Regions from separate parts of the Hordeum vulgare genome. Here all the other regions are linked to region 1. Evidence: chromatin contacts called from public Hi-C data. All regions are on one chromosome and are shown on one strand. The core of a region is the stretch at or near the end of the contact, and the rest is flanking DNA. Distances in the headings are between cores, read along the strand shown.

What was found. Hi-C and Micro-C count contacts between places; a contact is called where the count stands out from the background.
Region 2: a Hi-C map of seedling shows a contact between it and region 1, with 3 times the contacts expected there. The contact joins two enhancer-like sites. A contact is called at or near these places in 1 of 6 Hi-C or Micro-C datasets (seedling) and 1 of 1 datasets of contacts at active chromatin or transcription factors (embryo).
Region 3: a contact with region 1 is called in a Hi-C map of leaf, with 3 times the contacts expected there. The contact joins two enhancer-like sites. A contact is called at or near these places in 2 of 6 Hi-C or Micro-C datasets (leaf and seedling).

What each region holds. Positions count from the first base shown.
Region 1 is chr2H:398,209,434-398,212,906 of MorexV3_pseudomolecules_assembly, forward strand. No RefSeq gene overlaps it. Among protein-coding and RNA genes, the nearest start is that of LOC123426404, 4.0 kb to the left of the region's middle. Within about 2 kb of position 1,763, at least 3 of the 3 cell types and tissues checked have open chromatin away from gene starts, as enhancers often do. A contact at or near this core is called in leaf and seedling, where this site is marked.
Region 2 is chr2H:397,873,763-397,876,883 of MorexV3_pseudomolecules_assembly, forward strand. No RefSeq gene overlaps it. Among protein-coding and RNA genes, the nearest start is that of LOC123426404, 330 kb to the right of the region's middle. Within about 2 kb of position 1,694, at least 2 of the 3 cell types and tissues checked have open chromatin away from gene starts, as enhancers often do. A contact at or near this core is called in seedling, where this site is marked.
Region 3 is chr2H:397,780,434-397,783,783 of MorexV3_pseudomolecules_assembly, forward strand. No RefSeq gene overlaps it. Among protein-coding and RNA genes, the nearest start is that of LOC123426404, 430 kb to the right of the region's middle. Within about 2 kb of position 2,053, at least 3 of the 3 cell types and tissues checked have open chromatin away from gene starts, as enhancers often do. A contact at or near this core is called in leaf and seedling, where this site is marked.

The DNA.
Region 1 (3,473 bases), core at 513-3,012:
TCTTTCCAGAGATCATTCATCCCTCATGACCCCCGTATACGCAAAAATATTGCCAAGCCATATGCAATATTTCCCCTTTGAAATTAATTCCTGTTTCTACCTTTCTGAGTTATTAAATCCAAGAAAATATCCATCCATCTCCAATGCTCATGAAAACTTGTATAGATATTCTTTGTGATCCTATTGAGCTCCCATAAAATATCGGCCATCATAGAATAAAGGAAAATTGCATTTTCCTATTTTATGCCAATATAGCATTTTGGATACTTTACAAAGGAAGTACCATTTTGGTAGCTAGTAAAAATCTCAAATATTTTGTGGAGCTTCTCATATCCATATGTTCATAATTTCCACTCAAATATCAAGTTCCCCAATTCAAAAATTGAGCACAATATCCCTTTGCAAATTCTGTCCAGATCTTTTGTTTGTGAAGGAAGTGCTTGATTCCTTGTTTCCCTTGAGTTGAAATTATGTAGACTAATTCACCATGTTAAATCATCTTTGTCCACCAAAATTTAGCCCAGTTCATCACCCCATTCTTCCCCAGCCAATTATTTAAGATTATGTTCAGATTGGAGCAGTGTGAAGGAAGTACCATTTATATTTATGAAAATGGTATGAAACTTTGTCAGTGCCTTTATATGCCTAAATCATGAGTGTCCTCCAAATTTCAGCCATTTCCATTTAGACATTTGACCCCAGCATCATCTTCTTCATTTCTGGTCAGTATGCCAAGTTACAAAGGAAGTACCCCATAGACATATTGGATTGTGCTGAATTTTTACGAGTATAGTGACCATAGTGAGTGGTCAACCTCAGCCAAACATCACGCCAAGAGGTGCACTGTGGTGGCCACACCACATCATAAACACGTTGTTGTTGGAGACTGTTTGACTTTGGTTTGGTCACCTCATTGCCCCTCATGGTTATCCAGATGCATAGTGCAGCTCAGTGTTGCTTGGGGAACATCCTAAACATGGTGTGACAGCTTGAGAGACAAGGCAAGGCCATGGCCACGTGGTGACCATGGATAGAGCGTGCCAAAACTAAGCTCTGTGCATTGAGGTCGACGGGAGCTTCGCTCCAGCTGGTTCTAAGCTGTCCCAGGGGTGTCGTAGAGCTTCCCCCGGCACGTGTGAACACTCTGGGACGCTCTCCCCCTCGTCCTCTTGCCCCTGCAGGTGTGCACATAAGGGAATCCCGCCATGGATTCTCGGAGCTTCTTCCGGAATCGCGAGGGCTCCCTACTGAGGCTATTTAAGGTGTGCCCTAGCCCTTCCCCGAGCTCGCAAGCACCAGCAGCCCCAGTTCCCCCTCCTAATTGAGCTCATGGATCTCTTTGCCTGTCCAATGGTCGAGTGCCCCATCGGGATTTTTGTGGTGATTCCAGCCCCACGGTCCTCCCCCTCTCCCCTATCCTCAGTCAGAGCACCCCCTCGGACTCTCCTGGCTGATGTCGCCCTTATTTCCGCAAGAGAGGTCCCGCTACGCTGGCTCCCCTCGAAGCTCACCGGCTGCCGTGCCCGGCTCGTGGCGCCGGCGCTGTGGCGCAGGACCAGTGGCCTCGTGGGCACCAGCAAGCGCGACATGGGCTGGCGGAGACCCTCCTCCCGCCGGCCGGCCCTCTCGTGGCCTCCAGTTGCCGGCCGCACCGGCGGCTCGGTCCTCTCTATCCGGCATTGCGAGGTAGAAGAAGGCCCAGGAGAGGAGATAGAGAAGGGGCGGTCCCCACCCGCCAGTGAGAGAGGGAGTGGATAAGGCGCCCACTGTCTGTGAGAGAAAGGAGGTCAATCCCTGGGCCCGCATGGTTTAAGTGGAAGCGCCTTCCCTGGGATGCACTTTCTATTTGGTGAAAGCGTATTCCCAGGAACACGCTTTCTATTTTAAAACCCCGCCGGCTGAACTGCTTTTATTGTGAACGTTCACTGGTTAAGATCAGAAACAAATAAGTTTTTATTTGATTTCTGCCTAACGAATGAACGTCCATAACTTTTCAACCGTAACTCCGATTGAGGTAAAACCAGCGCTCACGTCTTCGTCTCGTCGAGCCCATCTCGATTATATTATTTTCATGATATTTTTGCACAGTAGAAATGACAGTTTTGCCCTTGCCCTCCAACCGAGCCCTTCGAGATAGAACCCTCTCCGGTAAATCTTCTCGGTGTCATAGTGTGCTTCTTCACGGTGTATTCGTCGACCCCCCCGGCAAGCCAACCTCTTATCATAAGCTCCGGATATGCGTGATAGCTCTGCTTGCACCAAGTGTGTTTACCCTGTAACACTGTTACTCTGTGTTTGCATGCAACGGAGACAGCAGTAGTACATTCTCTTACAGTAATTGTCATGTAATACATGCCCTCACGCTTTGCTTTGAAATGCTCTTGCATAGTTAATTTGCGAGGTTCGTGATTAAGCAATGTAATATGTGAGATTGCCGACGAACCCTTGCTCGCATTTTCTTTAATAGTGGCACCATGCCTGAGTCTGAGCTGTTTTCGGCCGTCCGGGGTGGATGCCAACTTTATACTTCTCTTGTCAGCAGTTAGCTCATGTTCTGAGCTGCTTTTCGGCCGTCACGAACAACTGTTGAATTTCTTTCCGTGGTAGTGACCCTATGCTCTGAGCTGTCATTATGTCGTCTTAGGGAACTCCCACATTCTTCTTATCAACACCGCCTCATGCTCTGAGCTGCTTTCCAGCCGTCTTGGGTCGGGGTTGAGTTATTCCGGTAATGTCCCAGATATGTGTGTAACAACCGTTCTGGTGGCTACCGATTTATTTGCTAAGTTTATGCGAGGGTGCCGAGGATCTCAGTTATAGATAAAACATGTGAAGTAATAATTTGCTATTCACATCCTGTGGTATTAATGGTTCATGATATAGAAATAGTCTATAGTGTTCTTATCATTGCTATTGCATTCACCACTATTATCATGATGAGTTTTTAAGTAGACAAGCTTGATAAACATATTGATAAAGTAAACTTAGTGTGTTGATCTCGAGTCACCTGTCCGGGCTTTATCGTACAACCACCTCTTGCCGATATGGGACGACCGTGACTTGAGCTGATCGCGTGATCTCTCACCGGTACCTCCAAAGAGGGAGGGTTATGCACGCGCGCTACCCTGATCAGGTAGGTGGTGATAATCCTGTGAGCCCAGTTAAGTTGTTTGGGTACCCGTGCCCGGTTGGGACAATTAGTTTGGCCACAGCAGTGGCAGGTGTCATGAGGACACATGGCCACCCAGGGGAAGACTCCGAAGGAAAGTGGTTGCCGGTGGTACGTTGAGAGAGTCACGGGTGAGGAAAGTTTCCTTGGAGCAATGCTGGTCCACCTGAATGGGATAACGAGGTTAGTGCTCCAAAGTGTGGGTAAAGTGTGCAACCTCTGCACAGTGTCAGACCTATTCGAATAGCCGAGTCCACGGTAATGGATAGCCTGATCAGACCTCAGTAGATGGTCAACCGTATCA
Region 2 (3,121 bases), core at 444-2,943, 340 kb before region 1:
CCTCTTCACGAAAAACCCAACGCAAATCGCAAGTATCATGACATGCATGGTATGCACCAATGAACAAGTTACATAAATCTACCCAAGAGGAGATGGAGTTCTTCGACAAATTCATGAGCCATGTTCTTACGTTGAGATTGAGCGCCAACAGAAAGTAATTGTCGAAGACCTTTTCATCTCTTCCCTTGGCACCTTGCACCATGAGGGTGTATATGCCAAGGAACTCTGACGGGGTGATCTTGTCGTTGTATTTTTCTGGCAGGTCCGACATGAAGGTTTTGGAGGAGGGCTAACAGACTTGCGGCAGGTCGTGGGTGAACATGGGGCAGCCAACCTCGTAAGGTATGCTTCAATGTAACACTGGCGCATGTTCATCAAAATATGGCACGACACGGTCATTGGAGTGACGGTGCGCCTCCCGTAGCCGCTCAATTGTGGTTCGTGCATCCTCAACCCGTCGGTCCCACAGGACTTGGTGTTGGTCTTCGCGATCCCGCGGGACCGACGAAGCCATGGGTGCCTCGTCATGCGTATCGGCCCACTGAGCTTTCCGCCACTATTGTGGGAGTGATTGTACCATCGGTATTCCACCTCCGGTACGCTCACCAATTGTCGTGGTTTCGTCACAACAGATGTCCTTCTGAATGGACTTAGGTGTGGAGCCATCACAACTAGGTGGGAACTCAAAGGGGTTGATCGGGAACAAGAAACAAGTTTACCCAGGTTCGGCCCCTCCGACGGAGGTAAAAGCCTACATCCTGCTTGTGTGTATATTGATAATGATCTCGATTACAAGGGTGCGGAATCACTAGCCTAGATCTTGTGGGTGTACTTGTTTCTTACTTGATCTCTCTAGCATCAAGGGCTCTCCTTTATATATATGTGGATGCCTTTAAGTTTACAATAGAGTCCGGGTTATAAAAGAACCCGTGATCTAATCTAACTCCTCCTTTCCTTATTCCTCAAGGGAAAAAAAGTTTACTCCATCTTCATATTGAGCCAACTGTCCACACAACATCAATGAGCCCGCCCACGTAGTGAGCCGCCCATCTGCGCCTTGTTCTTCTCATGAACATCTTCCGGTTGGACTGTCTTTAGTAGAGCTCGGGTTAAAAAAGGGGCGGGTTATACCCGTGGGGTATATAACCGATATTAGCCACCAATTTAGTTTGGATTCATCCATGCTAAAATCCATCATAAACATGTTAGAAGTAGGAAGCTTGGGCCAACCCGGGTCAAGATTATGCCGGGTAATATTCGTATGATGTCATCCTTGTAACAGTTCTCATCCAAAGTCATCATAGTGAATCTTTCTGAAAAGCAAAAAAGTACATTTTACTACCTTGAACAAACTTGGTGGTTCACATCACCCCCCAATCTATATTTCTGTCCCCTTCACCCCCCGATCAAACTCATACCGGACAAAAAAAATCTGGGTGATTTGTCTCCACTAGGAGCTGACGTGGCGGTGGTCAACGGTGGTTTTGTCCTGCAGGTGGACTGGGAGATTCCCCATTTTCGGTGACCTGCGACATGTGGCAGCGCGGGTGCACGGTCGTGCGGGGCAAGGCGACGCGTGCCGGCGTTCACGAGCTGGGGTGCGACGGAGGTCACGAGCTGGGGCTTGTTGGTGTACTGACCCTGCCCGTTGGTCGCCACGTAGGCAAGGCAGTCGCCGATGCCGCCTGTGCCCGCCCAGTCCAGCAGGAACCCCGCCTTCAGCAGCCGGCTGTATTTGGCTGCCGTCGAGGCCACCGCCTCCGTCCCGAGCACCGGCAGGTAATTTGTACGTGCAGTTCCCGGCGTTTATCGCCGGAGGGATGTCACGGTCGTAGCTCCCTCCCACGAATGCGACGATGGGCTTGCCTCAGCTGGGCACACCAGCATACTCGACCACGCGCGGCTACGTTCCGCTGCAGTTGGACAAGAAGCACAACGCCTGGTTGCTGGGGCTGATCTTGAACGGGTTGAGGGCTAGGCTGGACGACACGTTAATGTCAGCTCGGTACACGCCTTCGGTGCCGGAGGCGACCCTGTTGACCACCGCCAGAACCACCGTTGACCACCGTCACGTCAGCTCCAAGTGGAGACAAAACACCCAGGTGTTTCTTGTCCGGTATGAGTTTATCGTTGGTGAAGGTGATAGATCAAAGGGTGATGTGAACCACCAAGTTTGTTTAGGGTAATAAAATGAACTTTTTCTTTTGAAAATAACATGAAATCCGGACTAGCATGAAAATTGAGGCGCAATCTTAGCCACGAATTTACCACGATTGTTCCATTCTGCATGGGGCCATTTTTTCCCTCCCCCTAATAAATAGGCGAGGTGGACCCATGTGTTAACTTTCCACTCTTCTTCTTCCTTGCGACCGCCTTCTTCACCAAGCACCGTCGGAACTTCGAAGACGATGCTGAGACCTCTGGTGGGTGCCTCCTACGCCATTGGACCTCTCATGCTATCGTCGGAGTAGACGCGGACATCCCCATCCCTCCTTCAACAAGATGTGGTACACTTTTTTCCTTATTACGGTTTGATCCTTGTGGTGTTCATACCGTGTACATCGAGTTCACCCAAACAGTCGCTTTGTAGACCCATAAGCTCATTATCCTGTATGCATCCATAAGTTTGTTGCGGTCTCCTTCTTTTATTTAAGGTAAATAGATCTGGAATGAACTACTTTAGGAGATCCATACAAATGCTTAAGTTTCTGTTCTTCCGCTAGTATAGAGTATATATTCCTCTATTTTCCGTGTCTATTTAGATCCATTCCAAATAAGGTGTGTGTTAGAAACTTGTTTGTCATCAATTTTTGCGAAGTCTTTTGTAGAGATGCAGTATGCCTTCGAGCTCCCTTACTTCTTGTCACCGGCTTAAACGTCTTTCTGCTCATTTTGCCGAGTTAAATGTCTTTCCGTAGGAACTTAATGTGCCTTGCTTTCATGAGTAATAATCCATAAGTGGTGACTTATAATAGGCACCGGCTTATTGTATTTATCATCCTCGTAGCTGTTCCATAACCTGCCAAGGCCCCTAAGAATATGAAAATTTGCAACTTGGTCAGGTCCCAATAGTCCAAACTCACTTCGGAGGATCTTGTGATCCAAGGTTTGTTGCTTGCTT
Region 3 (3,350 bases), core at 803-3,302, 430 kb before region 1:
GCGCTCGAAGTAGGTGCACGACCCGGCGCGACTGGCCAAAGCCAATGCCTGGGCCACTGAGGAGGCACGCGCGGCCACTAATGTGGAGATGGCCAGCAATGAGCTGGTAACGGACACGAAAGTGCCCCCGGAGCCGGTGGCTGCCGATGCGGAGGGACCCGACGTGGGTCAAACCGACGGTGGAGGAGCCATCTTGGATGGGGTGGAAGGCGGTGGCGCCCTAGAGGTTAGGGACATCGAGACAAAGAGAGCCCCCCCCGGTCCAGCTCTGTGTCCGTGCCCACAGGGCCCGGCACCATGGTTCTAGAAGGCGCGCCCAGACCGGGGTTGGGCCCCTCATAGTTGTGTCGGGGGGACCAACTATGAGAGGTGTCAGCACCGACTCCCAGGCCCAGCCGTAGGGGACCTGGGCAATGGCCAACGATGCCAGCAGTGGAGGCACTCCAAGCCCCTCGTGACCGTTGTGAGTGCGGTCCACGCTGAGTTTGCCGGCTACCAGACAAAGAAGCAGCAGGTCGCTTAGGAGGCCCACGGCCAGTTGGTCCATCTCGAATAGTCCATGATGATACGTGCTTCCAACCATTCGCCTTGCCTTTGTTTTCTGTCCAATGCTTTCTAGTGGGGGACACGCCAGCGCACCCACTGGTTGTAGCCCCCGAGGCTAGGGCCGATTGTGAATTAGCTGGGTCGAGTCTTTATGCGATGCCCATCATCTTTACTATTTGGAGGCCCTTGACAACCGCCAGGTGCTGGCCTTCAACAAGCTTCTGGCCTTGTATCTAGGCCTGTACGTGGTGAGCGGGCTTCGTGGCCCGCTCGTGGCCCGCTCGGTCCAAGCCGGCTCGGTCGTAGCCCGGTAGAAAATCCAGCCGGTCCGGGCTGCAGATTTCGGCCCGCCACTTCGTCGGTCCGGTCCGGTCTTTAACCGAGACCGCTCGCAGGACCGAGGTCTTCTGTGCTCGCCGCACTCTTCTCTGCTCGCGTCGCCGTCTCCTCTGCTCGCGTCGTCGTCTCCTTTGCTCTCCGCCATATCCTCTGCTCGTCGTCGTCTCCTCTGTTCGCAGCCGTCCCCTCTGCTAGCCGCCACACGTATGCACCAGCACATGCACTGATGCAGAAGCAGTGCCCGCCGCTGTTCCTCGTCTTCACGGCCACCGGCAGCCCTTGGATGAACCACCATGTCTCCAGGCTTGCCGCTGCTTACCTCGTTGTAGTGTGTGCGCCGCAGCAGCTCAGGAGTTCTCGATCAGGTGAAAAACAGAAAAGTCGTTCGCGCGACAAGGTGTTCGAGCGCCGGAAAAACTTCTGTGTTTGTCTCCCTCCGCTTCGATCGTGTCTCCGGCGATCACTGTCCACTCGCAATTCCATTTTTGCGCCAAGCTCGCCACGGGAACAAGCGCGCTGCTGCTGTAATTTCTGAAGTTTCTGTACATTGTAATGTACTGTAAAGTTGTCTCGGCATGGAGTAAGTTGCACTTGGTTGAGTAGTGCAATGTGGCAGCACTCTACATTGACAAATTCGTTGCAAAAATACAGCAAAGGAATACTGAATGTACAAGTGTATGCTTGGTTAAGAAGCTAGCTAGCACATTTTGCAAACAGGAGCTGCTAGGACTTAAACTGCAGGAACTGCTGTTGTTGTAGCTAAAGAGGACCTAAATTGCAACTAAATCAGAGCTAAACAACTGCTGAAAGGAATGTTCCAATCGGTCCTCACAGTCCTAAAAAGACTGACCGAGCCAGCTCACTTTCGAGCCGGTCCTGAAAATACGGACCGCTGGACAGCTCGGTCCTGTCTGGTCCGGACCGCCGCCGGCCGGTCCAAACACCGGCTCGGACCGGGACCGGACCGTGTCCAGGCTGACTTGTATCATGAGAAAGAGGGTCGGCTAGCCGCCAAGGAGGCCGACGAGGAGCATGCGCAGGGTATGTAATTGCTTGTAATTTCTTCTTTATTTTGCCCAAGGGAGCTGACTGTAGCGCGTTTGCATCATGCACCCTTTGTCGTTGAGTCAGACACCCTTCGTGGCCGGCTAGCCAAAGCCGATGAGAAGCATGTACACCTGTCCGTAGAGTGGAGCCGGCTACTTGAGGAGGCGGGCTACCAGTTGGAGGAGAGGAGGCAACTGCAAGAGGCCCACTAGGGGGGAGATGGACCGGCTGGCAAGGTTCATCGCCACGCGCTGGCAATCAAAGAAGCGCTACTGCAGAAGGCTCTTGGGGAGGCGCGTGGCGAGGGACGAATGCAACCGGCGAGCATGCGCTTGGTCGGAGATGGACCGGGCAGGAGGCACACCAGATCGACCACGTTATCGCTCGTCAGTTTTCCTGTATTGTTAGGTGGTGTTTTTTTGTCCACGGAATAGACTAAAAAGTCCCTTTTAGTTCATAGATAAAGAAACAGAAGGGACTTTTTTTTAAAAACTAAAAAAGACTTTGTTGAAGGGATTTTTTTTAAGTTCCTCGGACTACAAAAGGTCTAGTCCGTGGGAAAGAAACACCACCTTAGTCTTGCTTGGCTTTGGATTCGGCTTCTTGTTCTTCGCGTGCCTTCTCCACCCAGAGGTATTTCCCGAGACACAGGGGGCAGCGGAGACGGACGTAGAGGCCAATCAAGAGGAGCGGGTGCTGAACATGTCCATATTGGGCCACTTGTCGGCTGAACTATGGAGGAGGTTGGGGTTGCTGCCAAGGATCACGTGAAGATGGTGGTGCCTGTAATGCACCAGCTCCAGACCGCTGGCCTGGGTCTGGTTCGCACCCTCTGGCACACGTGGTGCAGCCCCTCTCCATGAACCGGCTGGCGCGGTGGCTGGAGGCTGGGTCAAGGCGGGTCAATGCGTGGATAGCCTCTGCTTCCTTGGCCTCCTGGGACACGTATGTCGTGGAGCGGACCGCTGATGGCACCTTGGTCCCGGAGGATGACTACCTGTTGGCCTTCGACGACCCAGAGTGGAGTGCCAACAAAACATGTGATGAAGGGACCGGCTCCGGTGCCGATGTGTACACCGATGCCATGGCGGAGGCGGACATTGGTGCTACGACCGACGTGGTACGAGCTGGAGCAGACAACGCCTCCACCAATTAAAATTTTCTTTTCCTACTTTTTGCGAGTACTCAAGTCCACACACTAGGGGTGTAGTTTTACTGTATTGAACTCAGGGACGTGGGCCTTTTATCTTTTATGAATATATGCATGTCTTGGTTTGAACAATTCTTGCGTGTCGGCTCACCCGTTGCCTTCGTTATTTACCTTTTAAACAATTCTTAAGTGTCGGCTCATCCGTTACCTTCGTTATTTACTTTTTTTTCTCATGCCTCCTTCCCCAGCTTCTACCCCACCAACTAGA